2 separate regions of the Salvelinus alpinus genome follow, and region 1 is linked to region 2. The links are chromatin contacts, called in public Hi-C maps. All regions are on one chromosome and are shown on one strand. The core of a region is the stretch at or near the end of the contact, and the rest is flanking DNA. Distances in the headings are between cores, read along the strand shown. Region 1 holds the start of dnajc14 (DnaJ (Hsp40) homolog, subfamily C, member 14). Region 2 holds the start of rnpep (arginyl aminopeptidase (aminopeptidase B)).

What was found. A called contact is a pair of places that touch in the nucleus more often than the background predicts.
Region 1: a contact with region 2 is called in a Hi-C map of muscle, with 11 times the contacts expected there. The contact joins the promoter of dnajc14 here to the promoter of rnpep in region 2. A contact is called at or near these places in 2 of 3 Hi-C or Micro-C datasets (muscle and red muscle).

Annotation. Positions count from the first base shown.
Region 1 is chr2:41,719,907-41,725,143 of SLU_Salpinus.1, reverse strand. It overlaps dnajc14 (DnaJ (Hsp40) homolog, subfamily C, member 14), which reads right to left and starts at 3,523. Exons shown (of 7, transcript XM_071379112.1): 1 at 3,210-3,523; 2 at 1,009-2,588; 3 at 578-684; 4 at 105-224. The coding sequence starts at 2,316.
Region 2 is chr2:41,336,564-41,341,338 of SLU_Salpinus.1, reverse strand. It overlaps rnpep (arginyl aminopeptidase (aminopeptidase B)), which reads left to right and starts at 3,249. Exons shown (of 11, transcript XM_071378646.1): 1 at 3,249-3,801. The coding sequence starts at 3,418.

The DNA of each region.
Region 1 (5,237 bases), core at 2,274-4,773, 380 kb before region 2:
CTATTCCAATCCCTCACTTTCACAAAAGTCTGCAGGGTGTTGGTTGTAAATGTATGATATTTTTTCTAGATATTACAGATATTAATTCAGTCTGAGTGACGTACCTGTGTTTACCCTCACACTTCGTACACATCATGGTGTTCATAGCTTCCTTCAGGTCATCCTGCAGTTTGGTGAGGAACTCATTCATCGACTTGGAGAGTTCCGTCTGCGCCATGCGCTTCCTGAGAGGACCAGGCAAACAATTCAACGCCATATCAACTACACAAAACATTCCATCAGCCTTCAGTGCAGTCATTCGATCACGGTTTCTTGCATTTGAATTAAGTAATCTACTCACAGCATGTATTTTCTATGTATCCTGTTACTGAGGAACTAAACCAAACATCTCACAGGCCTTTAGATTGACTATACCATGCTAAGGACCACAGATAGGAAATTCAGATGAGGACGCATTACCTATTGTGAGAGGCCTGAGATCTAACAGATGTTTTTTCTTGAAGGTGCAGTCATTTTATCATAGTTTCTGGCATTTGGTTTAAGTACTGGCCAAGTAGTTTGTGTGTCTTCTACTCACAGCTCGTATTCCCTCCGTGTCTCTGGGTTACTGACGATGTCCCAGGCAGCCCTGAGCACCTTAAAGGCCTCCCCAGCGCGCGGGTGCTTGTTCTTATCTGGATGGATCTGAGAGAGGAAGGAAAGGAGAAAGATGGACAGATGTAAGGTGCAGTGCAGATAACATGCAAGAGCTAGAGCAACTAAGGAAGGCTCAACAGGTTGGCTACTTTTAGTCATTTTCTGATTACATTTTATATTGTGGATATAAGACAACAAAGATGCATACAGCCATGCAGAGCTAAGGGCAAAAATGCTTTGGCTTGTGTTCTGACAGGCAAAGCTGAAATTATTTGACGATAATGGCTACACACTCGCCAGTTGATCAGTTCCACTAATTTTTATCATTCACCTGTACTCATAAAATGTCATGCCCATCTCATTTACACTCACCTGGACAGCCAACTGTCTGTAGGCCCTTTTTAGCTCAGCTTCAGTTGCGTGGGCCTCCACCCCCAACACTATAAAAGGGTCCAGCTCCTCTTCAGGGACCTGAGCCAGCGCCAGCAGTCTCTCCAGCTCCTGCCCAGGCTGGTACCTAACTGCTCCACCGGGAGAATCTGGGGTGAAAGGGGGCACCTGGGTGGTGGTGCCTCTCCTCCTCCTGAACCAGCTGCTGATCCTCTGCAGCAGCGAGGCCACCCTCCTCCAGACCTTGGAGTCCTGCACGGCTGTCCACCACCGCTGGCCCCTCTCCCCGCCCAGCCGGACAAGCGTGAACTGGGCCCACTGGGAACCCAGCAGCACCACAGCACAGAGGAGTCCGAAGCAGGTCAGGGAGGCCTGCCAGACCCACTCCACCGACCGGATGCTCTTATCCACCAGGACCGTTCCAGCACAACTCACCCTCTCCAGCACGCGCCGGGCGTCCGCCTTCATCCCCGGCACGTCTGTGACCTTGTTGAGCAGCTGTGAGCCGAGGTCATAGAGGGCTATCCCTGCGCCTTCCACGGCCACCCCGCAGCGGTGGGTCACAGAGACAATGAGCTCCACCACCATGTGGATACAGGAGATGCACCAGGGGCTGAACGACTCTGACAGCAGCTCCCTGAAGGCCAAGGTAAGCTGGGTGCCTGTCTGCCGCCGGCCCCGGCCCTGGTGGTGGTGGTGGTTGCGCCTCCGGGCCTGCTTGTGCCTCCCACCGCCCGATGACAGGGACCCTTTAGGGAGGTAGGATGATGATGATGTAGCCTGGGTATTCTGCTCGGCGGCTGCCACCACTCCTCCTCCGCTGTTCCGGAACCGGCCTTTCCTCCCTCCGGCCCCTGAGCTCTTCCATCCCGACTCCCCGTTCATGCCAGGCTCCCTCCCGACTTCGTTTCGGCCTCCTCCTCCATTCTCGTCTTCATCTCCACCCTCAGTCTCCTCATTTCCTTCTCTGACCACATGCTCCGCCCCTTCCTGTTTCAGAGAGACTTCATCCTCTTTGGCCTCTGCAATCCCACAATACTCTGCTTCTCCTGAGTCCTGGTTGATTGGAGTAGGGATATCCTGAGGGGTAGCTTTGAGATAGTCTGTCATGTCCTCTTTGGGAACTGGTTGATGAGTTTCCTCATCTCCTCTGACTTCCCACTGGTCAGGCATGGAGGTGGAAGACAAGAGGGTAGGAACACCTGAGGGCAGCTCTTCAGGGCTCTCCTCAGCTGCCTCTACAGTCCATGTCTCTTCCTCCATCTCGCTCTCAGCCACCCCTTTCTCCATCTTCAGCCCTGTCTCTTGATTAAAGTGCCAAAAAAAGTATCCAATCTCACGGCAGGTAGGGACCTTGACCCATTCTCACTGACCGCACCTTCTCTGACACTACACTTCAGCAGGGCTGAAGAGTCAGATAAGGATGGCTGAATAATACTGGAATGGCAGGCGCCATTGTCCACGGTAGCCTATCCAATGCAGAAACTTTGAAGGCATTGGATCAAGGATCAATCATTACAATCCTTGGGCACGACTGGCCTCATCTTGTATCTGGTTATTGCCTGTAAAAATAAAGCAAGTTTAAACATTAGCCGTAACACTTTCACTTTATTTGCACTAGAACAAAGGGTATAATCTAAAGGCAAGGCTCACAAAGAAATGACATTAAATGGGATATGGAGTATCTGCATGTATCATTGTTATTGTCAAAGTAATGACATGTTATTATCAATTCTGTTTTCTACTGTAGTGTGCCTTGATCAATATTCTCCATAGCACGCTGCATGACCGCAGCACTCAACGAGCTGCTTCACAGCGCCGACATTTTGAAAAGATAAACCAAACTCTAAAGCTATCTGGTTGTCAGTAGTTGCACTAGCTAAAAATATAATTAATTTCTAAAACAATAACTGACTGGGATGGAATATATCAGAGAATAATGGGGGCAATCTTCGGTTCTAGCAAATTAGCTATGTCGCCAACGTCGCGAGCAAAATGACCAACTGTCTCAAGACTAACAGCTAGCTAACATTATTAGTTGCTCGTGTTTAGCTAACTAGCTACTGTAGCTAATGCAATTTAAATAATCTTAACTGCGGATTATTGATAATATTATTTGAGCTATTTTAATGCTTACACTGACTGAAATAACATTGGGAAAGATGACAGCAAGAGCAACTCACTTTTCTCTTCCGTAAAGGAAGGGAAGATGATAAAATGTAGTCTTCCTTTCGAAGTGGTTAACTCGAGCCCTGTAGCTTTGCTCCTCAAATTGACCAAATATGGCAAACAGAAATGCTTGTCGTAGAAAGAAAATGTAGTTATTGCATTGTGTATGGAACTATTCTTATTCTGTATTAGGAGAGTGTTTTCGTTCTGCTTATGCAGATATTATCTATTTTTTATTATCTTGTTCTTGGCTAACGCTGTCCTTGCTGTTTGTCTTACTATTTTTCACTTCCGAGGGCAGCAGACACCTCACATAAACCACTACTGAGACGCGAGAAAGAATAAGCAAGACCTAGCAAGAAATAAGGACGTGCCGTGACCTCGGCCATTTCCCTTCAAAATAAAAGTCAACCAGTGACGATGGTAAAAAATAATACACTAGTCGAAATTCGTAACATTTTATTTGGAAATGTTAACAGACTTAGAATTTAGTTTAACAATCGAACAAAACAATAAAAATTCAAATAGTTCATTAAAGCAAATAATGTTACATTGACAATAGTGTTAAAGATAGACTCAGCTAAATAATTTTGCCATGAGAAGCCCCACAGATATTGGGTTTGTTCGACATGCCGACTGACTGATCTACAAATCACATTTTTTTTGTACCTTTATTTAACTAGGCAAGTCAGTTAAGAAATTATTATTATTATTTATTATTTACAATGACGGCCTACACCAGCCAAACCATGTACGTTGTGTCCCATTCTACTCAGGAGCAACTCCACAGAGTTTACACCCCCAGCATCGTCACTGCTAATTTCATATTGGACATACACATTGCACCATACACAAATTTCTGTACATTGTATAACAGTAAAATAAACATAGCTGATCCCTATAATATGCATTGACTCCTAATGAGCATATATTTTAAGAAGTGCAAAAATATCATAAGGATGAGAGAAATGAGAGTGATGTCACGCACCCAAGAAGGCTCAACCAATCACTTGACCGATTTGATTAATATTCATGAGTTGCGTCGGGAGGATAGGCTGAGACATCTTGATATGTGACGTCACACAGGTGTGCTTGCTCGCCTGCATGAGCAGTAAACATGATTTGGGATACCTAGCTTCAGTTTAATTAATTGGGAATAAATGAAAGCTTCACCAGCTAGCTATCAATCAATTTAAGTTTCACTGTCCGATCATTCATTAAACGAGTCCACTAATTGTTATTTGTACCTTTCCACAAACTGTCTGTGGCTTGATATGAGTAAATTAACCTAAATGTATCAAATAATAGGTAATCCATGATTAGTTGACTAGTAGTGGCTACTGCCTAGCTAGCTACATTTCAGTAATGTTTCTATCCTCCTAAATATGGTGGTCAGTTGATAAACTAACTATGAGTTGAACATATTTGTCTGAAAGAGAACTAGTCACCAGTTAGTGTTGCCCATGGTGTCATCATGTCTAACCAGCAGTGGTGGAAAAAGTACTCTTCTTGTCATACTTGAGTAAAAGTAAAGACACCATAATAGAAAATGACTAAAGTAAAAGTGAAAGTCACCCAGTAAAATACTACTTGAGTAAAGTCTAAAAGTATGTGGTTTTAAATATACTTAAGTATCAAAAGTAAATGTAATTGCTAATATATACTTAAGTATTAAAGGTAAAAGTACAATTATAAATAATTTCAAATTTCTTATATAAAGCAAACCAGAGAGCACAATTGTCATTTTTAATTTTTAATTTACGCATAGCCAGGGGCACACTCCAACACTCAGACAAACACAGTATCTGTGTTTAGTGAGTCCACCAGATCAGAGTCTGTAGGGATGTACTCTTGATAAGTGCGTGGATTGGACCATTTTCATGTCCTGCTAAGCATTCAAATGTAACGAGTACTTTTGGGTGTCAGGGAAAATGTATGGAGTAAAAAGTACATTAATTTCTTTTAATGAAGTAAAAGTAAAAGTTGTCAAAAATATAAATAGTAAAGTACAGATACCACAAAAAAACTACTTAAGTAGTACT
Region 2 (4,775 bases), core at 2,000-4,499:
ATACACTTTTTGTATATAGATAATTGGTACTTGAAAGTTGGACTTTTATTTAACCATGGATGTCACATTGAACAATACATACTACAAAACAACTTAAATCAAATATTGGGGGTGGGGCAGGGATTTTAAGAATCCCCCCAAGAAGTTGTTTTTGGGATTACCATGCTATTTCAATGTCAATACATTCTGTTATGCAGCATAATTAAACATTTGATTTCCAATTTTGGGATGAAGTTGGCAAAACATTGCAATGGCCAATTGGAAAACCAATTGTCATTAAACGTAGTATCAAAAATCTTAGGAATATGTGGGACAAGAATATAACATACATTCTGTTGCTAGTGACAAGGTGAAATTAAACAAAATGGCACAACCAGAATGTAAATGAGGCTCAGGTACAAAACCTGTGGAGAATTTCAATAAGGGAATGTCAACTGCTCAGAGGAGCCACAGACTGCCAACCTAATATGCTAAATTTACACACTTGAGGATAAAGAACCTGTTTCTGATCTTCATCCTGATATAGCCACAAGTTCATATGATGGAGTGTCAGTGGTGCAGCTCAATAAAATCTCAGACACCCAAGATATTGGGAATGAATACTACCACTTAGAGACAAAGTCGTAGTGGAGGTTTATCAGATGAGGAAATCGTAAGCTCTATGAAAACTGAATCAAATGAGCAGCATGTAATTGGAGAGGTTGACATCGAAATAAGCGAGGATACACTGAAGGATCTACAGACCCTACTAGGTATTCCGTACAACCTTTTTACTGTGGCACCCAGAATAGTTTTTGTCAGAACAGGGCAGAATGCTTCAGGAAACCGTGCTTAGACAGTGGAAAAGTAAGTCAGCTAGCAAGGCATTGTTTTCATTTTATAACAAGTGATGATGAGCAGAAATAAGGGATTACTCTCTCTCAGTAGTAGATGTGTTTCCCTTTAAAACAATCCCCTTGAACACAGCTAATAGCTAGCTAACGTTAGCCAAACCAAGCTAACTAGCTACTGTTAGTGCAACCCTAAGTAACAGTACATATGAAGACAAAAAATGATCAGGTCTACTGTACATCTTACTGTAGAAATTATTGTTGAAAACAAGTCTAGGTTGGAGCTGTTGCTGTTAAACTGATTGAAGCAAGATGCTTTTTGAGGCAAACGCACACACAGTTCTGGGTTGCTTATCTACAGCAGGAAGCGGTCTCCTGCCTGACTGAGAAAGCAGTAGATGCTCTGATCCAGTTTGGCACCACATACCTATGCGAGTCAGGGTTCTCAACTCTGGCATACTTTTTTTTTTAAAGTACAGAAACAGACTCAAAGCTGAGCATGACCTCAGGGTTGCACTGTAATAAACTTGAGCACAGAAAAGGCATGCTTGTTGAAAACTTCAACCAGCCACACACATCTGATTAGGACTGTGTTTGTGTGTGTGTGTTCTGTTATACATCTGTGTGATGTGATCAATTAGTTAATTCCAGTTCAGAATTAAAATGATTTATTGTATTTTAACAGCAACAGTTTCAACCTAGACAGATATTTAAGTGTTTTTAATCAGGAAAAATAAGCATGAATTGCTATTTATATGGGTATTTCATTTAATTGTCATTTTTTTGTCTATATTGCATTTGTTTTAAGCATAAGGGCAATGAAATGTACAAATATTTACGTCTAGTTGCATGTTTTCATAAGCTTTGGTCCCAGGAAAACATAGAATTTCTCATTTGGGTCCTTAAGAACCCCTGGCATAAGCCAGTATGTATTACATATACAGTGCTTCAAATTGTGGCCACCAATGGAATGGGTGGAGTAAAAGGCCAGCAACACTGCGTATTATTAAAAGCTCCATGAAATGACACCATACGTGTACATTTTATATACCTGACGAAGTATTTCCTACAATACTTTTACTGCGGCACCCAGATACAGACCCTACTAAATATTCCCTACTGTAAAAACGGCCAGCTCATCTCCTTTCCAAGACCCCAAATGTATATATATTTTTTTTATTGAAATAAGGTCTTGGTAATCATAATTTTATTAGCCAATCAGCAGCCTTTTTCCCCGGGATTTATTGTAATACTGGACCAGGCTGGGCCTCAGGCAGTCTGTAGTTTCCGTTCTGATGACCAACTGGTTTTTGTCTCCTGCTTATTCTCAGTGGTGTAAAGTACTTAAGTAAAAATACGTTAAAGTACTACGTTATTTTGTTGTATCTGTACTTTACTTTACTATTTATACTTGACTATTTATACTACTTTTACTTTTACTTCACTACATTCCCAAAGAAACTTTATACTCCATACATTTTCCCTGACACCCAAAGGTACTCCTTACATTTTGACAGGAAAAGGGTCCAATTCACGCACTTATCAAGAGAACATGCCTGGTCATCCCTACTGCCTCTGATCTGGCAGACTCACTAAACACAAATGCTTTGTTTGTAAATGATGTCTGAGTGTTGGAGTGTGCCCCTGGCTATCCGTCAATAAAAATTAAATAGTGGCGTCTGGTTTGCTTAATATAAGGAATTTGAAATTATTTATACTTTTACTTTTGATACTTAAGTATATTTGAGCAATTCCATTTAATTTTGATACTTAAGTATATTCAAAACCAAATACTTTTAGACTTTTACTCAAGTAGTATTTTACTCTGTGACTTTTACTTTTACTTGAGTCATTTTCTTAATATATCTTTACTTTTACTCAAGTATGACATTTGAGTACTTTTCCACCACTGCTTATTCTACCTCCTTAGAATTTTTTTATTTTCTTTATGATGTTTTATTGTGCATGCAGTTAAATAAGCACAATTAGTATCACAGAGAGTGGTGTTGTATGTGTGTGTGTGTGTGTGTATCTTCATTAAACCCTTGAACTGGAACTACTGCTTCCTTGGGTTCTGAACGGACACCCTGTGGTGGTTGCTACCGGCCTAAAATCCAGCACCTACATTTTTCATCCCTTTTTATTGGATTCTTAGAATTCATAAACAACCCATATTTTTCACCTAAAATACTTCTACTACGGAACCCAGAATAGTGTTTGCTCTATAAGCCAATATGTATTCCATATACAGTGATTCGCATTGGTGGCATTTATTGGAACTTGGAACATGTTTTAAAAGCCAAATGTCACTTAAATATTAACAAATATGAATCATTGTAATTTATTTTTCATATATCATGAATAAATACAGGTTATTGACACTTTTCTACTATTATGCGGGGACTTTTATTTTGAAGATTTCCGTGACCCAGAAGTACTTTTTTGTGTGTTGATGCTGGAGATGTGCAGCTGTTGGATGCCAATCGCCGATACATCCCACCGAGGAAGAAGAAGAAGAAGCGGTGCAGCCAATCGTTGGAGGAAGACTCACGTTTACCCAGTTATTCTTGCTGTAGGCTACTAAAATATGGAAAAATCTCTCAAACTGCACTCCGATCTAGCAGAGGACGTGGCTACGTCTTCGAGCTTTCGTCAATTCAAGATAAAACACTTCCACTTGGATCTAAGCGTGGACTTTGAGAAGAGAACTTTGAGAGGAACTGAAACGCTACAGCTGAAATGCATCCAAGATTCTCAAAGCGAGCTACTGTTGGACATTCATCCCTCCCTCTCAATGCAAGAGGTGTCCTACTGCCGAAGTGAAGATGATTCGGATTCGGTGAAAGTAGAATTCATGACGCGCAATTTCACCAGTTATGGCACCACACTGGTTGTAAAATTCCCAGCACCATGTAAAATTGAGGAACAGTTTCGAGTGGTGGTCAAGTTTCTTGCTTCGGATGGACCAGGGGTAAGAGAATGTCATTCAGCCGTCGTAACTAGAGTCACTCTACCTAGCAACAACAACACTAGCTTGTTACTTCCAGATGATTGGTTACTAAGAATGTATTTCTATTTGAACCTATACAGAAGAAAATTATAAACGCAACATGTAAAATGTTGGTCCCATTTTTTAATGAGCTGAAATATATATATATTTTTTTTTACATACGCACAAAAAGCTTATTTCTCTCATTTTGTGCACAAATTTGTTTATATCCCTGTTGGTGTACATTTCTCCTTTGCCGAGATGATCTATCCACCTGACAGGTGTGGCATATCAAGAAGCTGATTAAACAGCATGATCATTACACCGGGCTGGGGCCAATAAAAGGCCACTCTAAAATTTGCAGATTTGTCACAACACAATGCCACAGATGTGTAAAGTTTTGAGGGAGTGTACAATTGGCATGCTGACTGCAGGAATGTCCACCAGAGCTGTTGCCAGATAATTGAATGTTAATTTCTCTGAGATAAGCCACCACCGTCGTTTTAGAGAATTTGGCAGTTCAACTGGCCTCACAACTGCAGACCACGTGTAACCACATCCGGCTTCTTCACTTGCAGGATTATCTGAAACCAGACAGCTGATGAAACTGAGGAACATTTCTGTCTGTAATAAAGCCCTTTTGTGGGGAAAAAGTATTTCTTATTGGCTGGGCCTGGCTCTCAATTGGGTGGGCCTGGCTCTCAATTGGGTGGGCCTATGCCCTCCCAGGCCTATGGCTGTGCTCCTGCCCAGTCATGTGAAATCCAAAGATTAGGGCCTAATGAATTTAAATAAATTGACTGATTTCCTTATGTGACCGACCACCTCGATTCGGTCTTATGTAGAAAAATGTGAATGTTAAAAATAAAAATAAATCAATGTTGGATAAAAGTAGAGACTGGTATATCATGCACTGCAGTTGAAGAACAATGGGAAAGTAATTCTGCTTTAAAAGT